Regions from separate parts of the Lactuca sativa genome. Here all the other regions are linked to region 3. Evidence: chromatin contacts called from public Hi-C data. All regions are on one chromosome and are shown on one strand. The core of a region is the stretch at or near the end of the contact, and the rest is flanking DNA. Distances in the headings are between cores, read along the strand shown. Region 1 holds the start of LOC111906861 (dof zinc finger protein DOF1.7). Region 2 holds the start of LOC111906855 (serine acetyltransferase 5). Region 3 holds the start of LOC111906828.

Evidence for each region. Hi-C and Micro-C count contacts between places; a contact is called where the count stands out from the background.
Region 1: a Hi-C map of seed shows a contact between it and region 3, with 6 times the contacts expected there. The contact joins the promoter of LOC111906861 here to the promoter of LOC111906828 in region 3. A contact is called at or near these places in 2 of 4 Hi-C or Micro-C datasets (leaf and seed).
Region 2: a Hi-C map of leaf shows a contact between it and region 3, with 5 times the contacts expected there. The contact joins the promoter of LOC111906855 here to the promoter of LOC111906828 in region 3. A contact is called at or near these places in 2 of 4 Hi-C or Micro-C datasets (leaf and seed).

What each region holds. Positions count from the first base shown.
Region 1 is chr4:170,205,658-170,209,453 of Lsat_Salinas_v11, reverse strand. It overlaps LOC111906861 (dof zinc finger protein DOF1.7), which reads right to left and starts at 1,375. Exons shown (of 1, transcript XM_023902637.3): 1 at 335-1,375. The coding sequence starts at 1,096. The coding sequence ends at 431.
Region 2 is chr4:169,523,865-169,527,683 of Lsat_Salinas_v11, reverse strand. It overlaps LOC111906855 (serine acetyltransferase 5), which reads right to left and starts at 1,416. Exons shown (of 1, transcript XM_023902631.2): 1 at 386-1,416. The coding sequence starts at 1,353. The coding sequence ends at 469.
Region 3 is chr4:169,843,457-169,847,056 of Lsat_Salinas_v11, reverse strand. It overlaps LOC111906828, which reads right to left and starts at 2,321. Exons shown (of 2, transcript XM_023902606.2): 1 at 2,208-2,321; 2 at 1,436-2,056. The coding sequence starts at 2,321. The coding sequence ends at 1,436.

The DNA.
Region 1 (3,796 bases), core at 126-2,625, 360 kb before region 3:
TGACTTTTGAACAACCGGTGTGAATTTAGTGGTAAGTTGTATCTCGTAATTATCCAAAAAAAAGTCACTTTGTCAACGGGTCCATGTACCGAAGAATCAAAAACACATAAAGGTTAAATTGAATCGTTTGCTACTTGTATATTAAATGAAATTTTTTTTTTCATTATACGAAATAAACACAGAAAAAGGAAGAAAATTAAAACTCACAAGCCCTTTAAATCCTTCAAGTTATTACTTCAGTTATACGTGTTGTGTTTGATGAATGATAATTATTATTATTCGTATAACTATAATTTATATCTCCACAATTTTGGATGACTCCATGAAACCATAATTGACTACAACAAACAAAATCATCCAAATAATAAGATTACTTTAGCAAAATTATTCTCAGGATCTCTAAATATTTCTGAAAAGTCGAATTCAAAATCTAATGGAAGTCGGAACCTGGCGTGAAAATGGAAAGATTAGGCCACCCATTCCCTCCGTCGCAGCTGCTCGATTCCCCTCTTCCGCCTCCACTTCCGCTCTGATTATGATCATTATTCATACTCAAATAGTCCCTCCGGAATAACTCCGCCACCGGAGTTCCAACCAATCTATCCTCTCGAGCTTCATCACCCATATTCGGTTTCAACCCATCTACAAAACCCCCAAATTGCGCCCCTTGATTCAATCTCAACAGCGAGTTGAAACTTTCACCGTTTATTTTACTTTGGTTATTACCAAACCCAAAAATCGGTAAGGGTTCTGGCTTCAAATGAGCTGGCGGCGGCGGAGGCGGTGGCTGCGGCGGTGGAGTTGTTACAGGCGAATCAGGAGACGAAGAACTAACAGGACGTTTACTGGAATTTGAAGATCGTTTATTGGTTTTACGAGTACCACCACCGATTGGGATGTTACGGAGAGTTCCGCCTTTGGTCCAATAACGTCGACAGTTCTTACAGTAATGGCGAGGCTGCGAGAGATTGTAGTTGTTGTAATAGCAGAATTTTGTGTTGCTGGATTCGCATCTAGGGCAATCAAGATGTTCGTGCTCTGGAAACTGAGGGTTCATAGTCATCGGCAAAGAGTAGGTCGATGGATCCTGATGCATTTTTGGGTCAAAATCGAAGCATATGTTGTTTGATAAAATTGGGAAATTGGATTGGCGAGAGAAAAGAACGATGGAAGATATTTTATTGGGGCGCTTTTAGATAACGTAGATGAATTTATCAGGTTGGATTAAAGATGGCGATGGGTGTCCGCGTGAAAATGACGACCACCACCAGTCTCCTCTCCCTCATGATGAGCTTCATCACATGACTCACTCAAAGTCAAACATTCCGGCTTTAAACCAATGGGGTGCGTCGGCTACTATGAATTTTTTTCAAGAGAAGTTAAGCCTTTGCCCTTTGGTATAACCGTTTATATATTTTGTTGAATAATAATAATAAGGTATATAATATAATTAAACAACAATAACATACTTCACAATCCTATTAAAATGGGGGTAGGAATGGGAGTAGAGAAATATTCATGTTTCGGTTGAGCCAATGCATCATATAGATGGTGTCCGGCATGTGTGAGAACGAGGGTTTGGAAATGAAGAAAACGAGTGTGGTAAGTCAAAGTGAAAATATATACATGAGTAAAAATCATAGGACTAACATATGAATTTGAGACTAGGTACGGGTAGGGGTGATAAATAGGACAATTGTGTTGTATTTTTTTTGGACAAGAAACCATACGTCAACATTTTATGTAATACGAACACAATATGAATGATGTCGTGTTTTTTTAACCAACATGAAAAATAAATCAATTAAAAAAACGACAAACATGACATGACATGACTAAATTAACATTAGTTTATTTTTTTTGAACGACAAAAACTTTAAATAAAAAACTAGCTAGATGTTAGCAAAAAAGAACAATATAGTTCAAAATTACATGATGAGATTTTTGACCCATGCAATCCAAATATGTTTGGCCTTATTATTTCTATGATAAAACCATTTAAAAACAAAAACTACAATATCACCAAACATGAAAGCTTTTTTATATTATTGCTATTGGAAAACCATAGCGTTTCTATAAGACCACCAAACCCAAAGAAGTGTAAAATAAAAACCAATTCCAAGATTTTTCGTTTAAACTGGAGCACCATTAGCAATTCAATCCATTGAAACATATATGCTATGTTTGAAAAGTAAGGAATATGCATGTCTATCAAAACACACCTTCTTTTCCATATCGCATAAGTCAAATTACAAGTGAAGAACAAATGATCGACATCTTCTAAATGGCAAGAACAAATAGGACACAGAGTCGAGTCAATGTCAATCTCTCTTTTATTTAAGTTCACTCGAGTAGGAAGACAATCAAAAACTAAACGCCAAACAAAAATGTTGACCTTATAGGAAGAAACTTGTTCCACCTATATGTTAATATTTGGGAAAAATACACTATCAATCTACGGTCGCGTCGATCTGACTGTGAAATTACCCGACGAATCCAAATAACATCTCCATCTATTTAATGATTAAGTGATGGTGTCCTCCTCTAGCAAAGACATCAAAGTCTAAAGTTGAGTGCTCTGTTCACCACCCCCGAATATCACGTCTCAAAGAAGATCTCTAATTCTGCATAAACAGAAGTCTTTGACAGCCGCATTTTGACTGTTTATAAGAGCGGACAATCTAGGAAAATGTTTTTGAAAGGGTTTGTTTCTACACCAAAAATATGTCTAAAATTGCGCATCCGCCCCATTCCTTACAACTCTACTCATAGAATATAATTAAGTAATTTTCCTGTCATGTAACAGACTGATCACACCCAAAATCCCAGTCCATACCCCCCTTCGCCCACTTCTACCATGATTCCTATCAAATCCACCCAACAACCCATACCAAGCTTTAATGACTCTAACCCACAGAGAGTCAGAATTATTAGAAAACAACACCATTACTTATATAACAAAGCAAAATTAACAGAGGACTAACTCCCACCATCTAAACCCCCATTACATATAGAGTTTAAAATAACATCTCACTTCACCCAACTTAACTTCTATTTCTATGGTTTGCACCCCAAAAGAATATAGCCCAGATGGATTCCAAAGATTAAGCAACACCAACTGGAAGTCTAAACAACGACATGTAGTAAATCCCCAAACTCCCAAGAACTAACTTAAGCAGCGTAAGACAACCCCATATGGAAAGCATTTTAAGTTTCCACTTTAAAAGAAGTTTATGGAAACGATCCACGACCACTTTCTAGCCGTTCGATCTTGACATGATATCACTAAATGGCAACCCAAGATACACAAAAGGAATGGCTAATGCCCTACACCAATGATAGCTACCATAGACTGAGTATCTGCTAAATCAACCCCCACTCCAAAAGGATTAGACTTCTGAAGGTTTAATTTCAAACCAGAAGCCAAGTAATAACAACGAATGATACTAATAAGATTTTTTATGTTATCCATGTTGCATTCAGCCATAAAAAGTGCATCATATGCATTAAACAGATGGGAAATAAGCATGTTGTTCTCCTTAACCTGAACACCTCTAATAACTCCATGTAACATTGCATCCTCCATAGCTACATGAAGACCCTCCATAGCTATAATAAAGAAGAAAGGAGAAAAAAATGTCTACTTGACTCAAACCACGACCCAATTGAAACTCCGAAGTTAAACTTCCATTTAGAGAAACCGAAGATCTAGCAGACTGTAGACATACTCTAATCCACCCCCATCCTAACGGATCCAAATCCCATGAAACACATTACCTGATCTAAATAATCCTAA
Region 2 (3,819 bases), core at 167-2,666, 320 kb after region 3:
TTTTTAATTGTAACGTATTCGGGTATATGCTAATGTATTAGAAAATACAGAGCTTAGGCTTGGATTTACAATAATCACCAAAACACAACTAGTTATCTTACTTCGTAATGATAGAGTCGGGAATTCTGAATGGTACTACGAACTAACGTTTCCAAAATAGATCGTTATCACAAAAATAAATAATTAGTCATTTTTGTTAGTAACCATCTTTTTAAATGGTTAGTTTAATCGACATCCCAAAAATAAAACTTTAAATCATTGTGTGTACAGCATACCAACAAACAATTTTTCTTTTATTTAATCGGTCATTTCATGACAAATTTTAAGATAGAAAATATGTTGAAGTATAAAATAAAAAGAACATTACTTGTGAATTTAGCGATGGTTCCCATGAATTTTAGCCATGAATAATCAAAACCCTAATCACAATCATAGTAATACCAGATTACAGTAAATCTAAAACAAACCTCAAATCACATAGATAAACGACGTATGATCCATCGTCTCACCAGGCACATCCTCGTGCACCTTCGGTTGCTCTTGCCCACCAACCAATCTCGCCGGATTTCCAACCGCCGTCGTCCTCGGTGGAACATCAATCATCACCAGTGACCCCGCCCCAATCTTCGCCCCTTCTCCGATCTTCACATTCCCCAAAACCGTCGCACCAGCACCGATCAAAACTCCATCCCCAATCTTCGGATGCCTATCGCCACCTACCTTTCCGGTGCCACCTAACGTCACATGATGCAAAATCGATACGTTGTTCCCAACTACCGCCGTTTCCCCAATCACAACACCGGTTGCGTGATCCAACAAAATCCCTTTCCCAACCCTAGCAGCAGGGTGGATATCCACCGCGAAAACATCCGCTATGCGTGAGTGCAACGCAAGTGCTATAGGCTTCCGGTTTAAAGCCCAAAGTCTATGGGCAACACGATGGGCTTGGATCGCTAAAAAGCCTTTGTAGTTTAATAAGCAGTGAGCGAAGGAGATGCAGGCAGGGTCTCGTTGACGGGCGGCGCGTAGGTCGGCGACGGTGGCGGAGAGGAGAGATGGGTCGGAGGAGAAGGTGTTGAGGAAAAGATCGTAGAGGAGGGTGGAGAGGAGAGTGGAGGAGCAGAGTTTGTTTCCTAAATGGAAAGAGAGAGAGCGTGTGAGAGATGAGTGGGAGATGATGGTGGAGTAGAGGTAACTGGCGAGGGCTGGTTCCGATTCGGCGTCGCGGCGAGCTTCAGCTTTGATTTCATTCCAGACCCAGTCACATTCGTTATCTCTGCCGTTGACGGCGGTTTGTGGAGACGATGATGACATTGTGGACTGCGATGTGGCGTTCCGTTCTTGAACCGGCATCTTGAGATGGCGGAAGTGTGTGTGAATATGTGGGTGGGTGGGTGTGGGTGTGGCCCAAACCGGATTATTGTACGGTCATAGTATAAAATGATACAGCATATACCATTCACTAATCAGGTATTATTGTTCTTTTACTTTAATGCCCTTCGTCCCATACTTTTATTTTGTATTTTAAATACCATGGTATGGAGCATATTGACATTTTAAACCTTATCCATGAGTTTTTGAATATCTAATTATATTAAGTTATTAAATATTAACTATCAAATAATAAAAGTTAGATTTTTTTATTTAAGTTATGTTTTCATAAAACAATTTTATTAATAAACCTCTAAACTATATAACCTTAAAAAGAGGTATCCCAGTTGATAATCAGGAAATATATATGGGTGAAGGGTCAAACCTTATGTAACCTAACATCCGTCCAGAAAGACTGTCATCGACTAGTGTTGAACATACAACGATACATATTGTGAGTAGACATGACATATTTCCTTTGTATCCTTTTCCTCGGGTAATTTATTAGACATTTTATGTCTTAATTTATTTTGAATGTATGTTCAAATTGAGAAACTTGGTGTTTAGAAGATAACATGGATTTTAGAATACCCTAGCTTGTGGGGAACTTAACCTTTGTTATAATACATAATGAACAATTTGAAACTTTAATTATAATTTTGGGATTGATAAACTTCTCCACATCAAAACTTGAAACTTTTGAACTTTAAGAGTTTAAACTTTGTTTTGAAAATGTTTTACAAATGGGCCCCTAAGGAGGGGTGTTACAATGTTGGACTTCAATTTTTCGTTTAAAGATTTATGAGGCCTTACCAACCTCAGAACTCAAAGACCTTCGTCGAACAGTCACTAAGCATATGTGATATGTCTTGATTACCATGTTTGACAGCAAGTGAGAGTTAATGAATTCAATAAGCGGTTTTTTAAGCACCATGTGTGCCACCTCCACCATTAATGTAACATTTAGTGGATGAAATAGAAACAAACAGAACCGAATAAAACGGAACAATGTTGTTCAAAGGGTATTTAGTAGGAATGGAACAAGAACTAAAGAGGTTATTGACTAAGTCAAATGGGACTAATTGTTAATATTTTAGTCTCATCCAAAAATGTGGAACAATTAGAAATATTTGACAAAAATACCTTAAAATAATGCCTATTCTCCTTATTTTATTTTTGTTCTAGTGTTTTTTCTTTCTTTGCCCCACACCTTCTCTTCCTCTTGTAATATTTTTTCTTATCATATTTTTTTTTTTTCTTTACAAACGCAATACATCTTATCATTCTTATTCATGATGACCGATAATCATCTATTCCACATACAATCTTAATTTTTTTTTCTTAAAGTTTACCGATAGCAATTGACCAAAAAAAAAAAAAGCAAATCCAATCTATGAAAGAGAGACCACTCTTTTTTAATAAAGTTATTATAATTTTAGTAAAGTTTTTAAGGATATATATACTTATAAGTATTATACCCTAAAAGAATAGAAATAGTTTATGAAATTTTGTTCAGACTCATTCTGTTTTTGTCAAACGTTATATAAATAGTCAATTGGGTCTTGTCTAGTGTAGCCGGTTCTATACTACATATCAAACACTCCCTAAAGGTATAAATTGCATTGACATGGAATGTCATAAACTCAATTGGAAGTTATATGGAACTATTTTATTGGAATGTCGTGAACTCGACTGGAACTTGGTTGCGTTATGTGACATGTTTGGTATATTTTTGGCAATACATTATATAATGGTAAAAAGCATATTATTTATTTTGAAGCCAAACCACAATCAATCATTTTCATATAAAAGGAAACTGTTTTATTTTCATTCGTCATATCAAAACATACAAAGACCTACATACCTATTCCAAACTTCCAATTATAATGACATTCAACCAATTAGGGTAATGTCCTCATATGATTATAATTATACAATATCAAAATAACAAAAACACCAAAAGCAATGAAAGCAACACAGAATATCAAAACCCTAATAAAAGAATGCTAGACTATAATTGTTTGCTTAAGTTGGTTTTTAAACACTTTGTTCGTTAGGATGTTATTCGATTATCTCATTTCAATTGCTTGTGTATTTTCCAAAATTTCTACTTGTACCAATTGTCAGGTACAAACCACTCAAAATACTCACAATCTTTAATCTAGATCGAAAGATGTGAGTAACCAAAGGAACACTTATCGGTACAATAAACTAATAACTTATCTTGAATACCACGTATATAAAATGGTTGATTTCTTTCTCTGTGTGTGTAGATTTTGAAGCTTAAGTCACTTGATCTAGAACGCATTTCCACTCTTCTACTAATAACTTACTCAAAATGTTCAATCCCCTCAGCCAAAATACCTTTCTAACATATATAATTTGTAAATATTGTCTGTCTCCTAAAAAATTTACACATAACATTATCATAACTTTATGTTCACACCA
Region 3 (3,600 bases), core at 1,072-3,571:
TATCGAAGAAAATTAAATTATTCCCAAGTAAGAAATATCCATATATCCATATTCTAATAAAAAAATAGGTTTAATCTCTTATTGACAAGTGTCATACAATTAGAATTCATCATTAATGTTATATATCATCTATCATGCCACTTGTCAACCTATTAATTATCCATTTTAAATTTTAAATTTTAAATTTTAAATTTCACTCTAATTACATTAAATTAATAATTGATTATTCATTTTAAATTTTAAATTTTCCATTCTAATTACATTAAATTAATAATTGATTCTTCACTTTAAATTTTCTCACTCTAATTATATTTAATTAATAACATTACATTGAAAAATAAAATAAATTTAATACAGCTTATAAGGCGATATAACTTCACGTATTTACTTAAATCAACGATTATAATTTTATATAACTAAAAAAAATACCTCTTAAGTAATAATTTATTTAAAATAATTGTTTAATCATTTTAATTAATTTTATAACCGTGGTTCTCACGGGTTATAAACTAGTATAATTATATATACATTATCAATCTTTCCTGTACATGTTACTTTAACTTGATCTTCAGCGCAGGGGCAGACGCAGGAATTATTAGTAGAGGTTGCACAAGTTTTTTTTCCGGTCAAACATAATATAAAACACTAAAAATAAAATCTGGTCAAACATAATATAAAACATCTAATACAATTTTTTTTATGCTTAAACATAATATAACAACGATCTATTAGAATTTAAATTTGTCCTCTTCGTACAGACATCTTTTGAAACCGCTCCATTACTTTTTCATTCTCAACTTTCGCAAGTGTTTCGGTCTCGACATTACAAAGCAATGCGTTGTTCAAAAATTCATCGCCAATTTTGTTACGCAAGTCGGTCTTCAAAAGCTTCATCTTTGAAAAACATCTTTCTACACTTACGGTTGCTACGGGTAATATCAAAGCCAACTTTAAAAGCTTATAAACCAAAGGATAAGACCGATGCTTCCCCGTACTAACCATCAAACGAGAAAGGTCGGAAATTCCCTTCAAACTAGTGAAGCGCTCATCTTTGATGCAAGAGTGATAAAATATCTCAAGTTGTCATTCAAGGTCTATCGTATCTGAATCATCAAAGTCATACTTGTATAACTTACCCAACTTCAATAACTTTGATTTGTCAAATTATGCAAATGAATCACAAGGGCTCAAAGCACCCCATGTATTCTAGTAATTGGGTGCTTGTTTCACTAAATCGATCCTGATATTCTGTAAGTTGCATATCTACCACCATGTTGAAGATTTCAACCTCAAAATGAAACTTATTAGTCTTTGTAGTCCTACGTTTTCTCGCACCAATATACAACTCTTCCATATCTAAAGTATCAATTTCATGTGTTTGACAAAAAGATGATATTTTTGGCAAAATGCTAGCAAACCCTATGTTTCTAAAAGATTAGAATGCCTCCATTGTCCCTCTAACCATCGAAACCGCTTCTAAAATGTCTAGATCTTTTCTTTGAAGTTGCTTTGACAATGTACCCGTGAGGTGTAAAATGTCATACATCATATGTAAGTAAAAGATGAACTCATATGATTTAAAATATGCTAAGATTTCAGATGCTTGTTGACCGTTTGCCAATGATCCTCCCTCCTCTTTCACAAAATCTAAAACTACAAGAACATCCGCAAACAACTTCATCAAGCTTGTGAGTGTATTGAAATGTGAACCCCATCTTGTTTCTCCCGCTCGAACAAGTGTTGTCTCTTGATTTAACCCTCTTTCGGTTTCAAGTTCACCACTACACAAGCCTTTTTGCACCCTTTCTCTTGCTTGCTCTCGTAGTAAGTCTTTTCTTTTACACGAGGCACAAACAACATTAACCACCAACGAAATTTGCTCAAAAAAGTCACTAACACCATCATGCTTCTTTGCTACAGCCACAACTACTAATTGAAGTTGGTGTGCAAAGCAATGTACATAAAAAGCCGTGTCATTCTCTTGTAATATCAAAGCTTTCAAATCATTGAATTCCCCCCGCATATTGCTAGCCCCATCGTAACCTTGTCCTCTTATCTATTAAAATTTAAAACAATTAATATATATATATATATATATATATATATATATATATATATATATATATATATATATATATTAAATTGAAATAACAAAAAAGTAAAGAATAAATTAGGTGACTAAAACTCAACTTATTACTTGTAAGTACTTCATTTATGGCGTTTTTGAGTGTCAAAGAAGATGTATCCTTCACATGCACTAATCCTATGAATCTTTCTTTCACAAAGCCAAGACTATCGACATAACGCAAAACAATAGCCATTTGTTCCTTTTTTGAAACATCACTAGATTCATCAACTAGTAAAGCAAAAACATCTTGACCAATCTCTTCACGAATATGTGTGTTTTTTGTTTGTGGACAATAATTTTGGAATGATGGAGTATATTTCTTGGGACTGGAAGAATACGGTCGGGTAAAGGTTGTCGAAAATCAACCTCTGGATTTCGACAAACAATCCCCAAACTACAAGCGATTCTTAGATCCAAAAACTTTAGAACACACAGATCATCGTTGGTTCAACGAGCAGATATTGATGTTATTTTTAAGCAGAAAAAATAAATTAATAAGTATATTTTATTATTTAATGTTTTTCTATTTAATACATTTTCATAACTATTACTTTAAACTTCCTTAAAATCAAATTCTCCTAGTGGAAAGATAGAAAAACCCAATGATCCAAAACATTTAAAGTATTTAGATATATTTAAATAGGCATCAATGAATCCCACAAAAATTTCATAAATAAGAACATGATTTATTTCTTTCTAGAGCATAACATCAATGAAGAACCGATAAACGATCATTCATCCTCCAAGATCCACAAAGAGTTTGAGACCCATGTAGTGTCTACGATTCCATATTTGAGACAAATGCAGTGTACTATCATTTTAAACATATAATAATATAATAATGACGTATGTATAACCGTCTCATCAAAATACATGTCATCATACTATAAATAGAAGAAACAATATTCAAAGTAAGAAATATCTAAGATTACATATACATTATTCAATTTTTTACTATATCTTATTTCAACTTACTCATTGGAGTTTAATATATATATATATATATATATATATATATATATATATATATATATATATATATATATATATATATATATATATATATATATATATATATATATATATATATATATATTGGAATGAGGACAAGCCTCATGTAAATTAATTGAATTTAATGTTAAGAACCATTTTAAGAGAGTTCTAAGAATTCTTTCGGTGTGAGTGATTCCAAAATCTTCCCACTTTATAACTTTTTTTACTATTGTTCAACATTCTATTCATAACTATTGGTTTTTATTTTCCTAGTGGAAAAGCAATAAAATTCCAGAAATCTGAACACTTCAAGTAAATGCAAATTTTAGATATCCAGATGATACGAAAACAAGACTATATTTTCAAACATTTATTTTATATTGTAATGTTTGACAAACTAAAATGATGGTTATAAACTTATAATATAGTTTAAAAAATACTCAATAAAGTGTTTGACAAGCTTATAAAGTTTTTTTAAT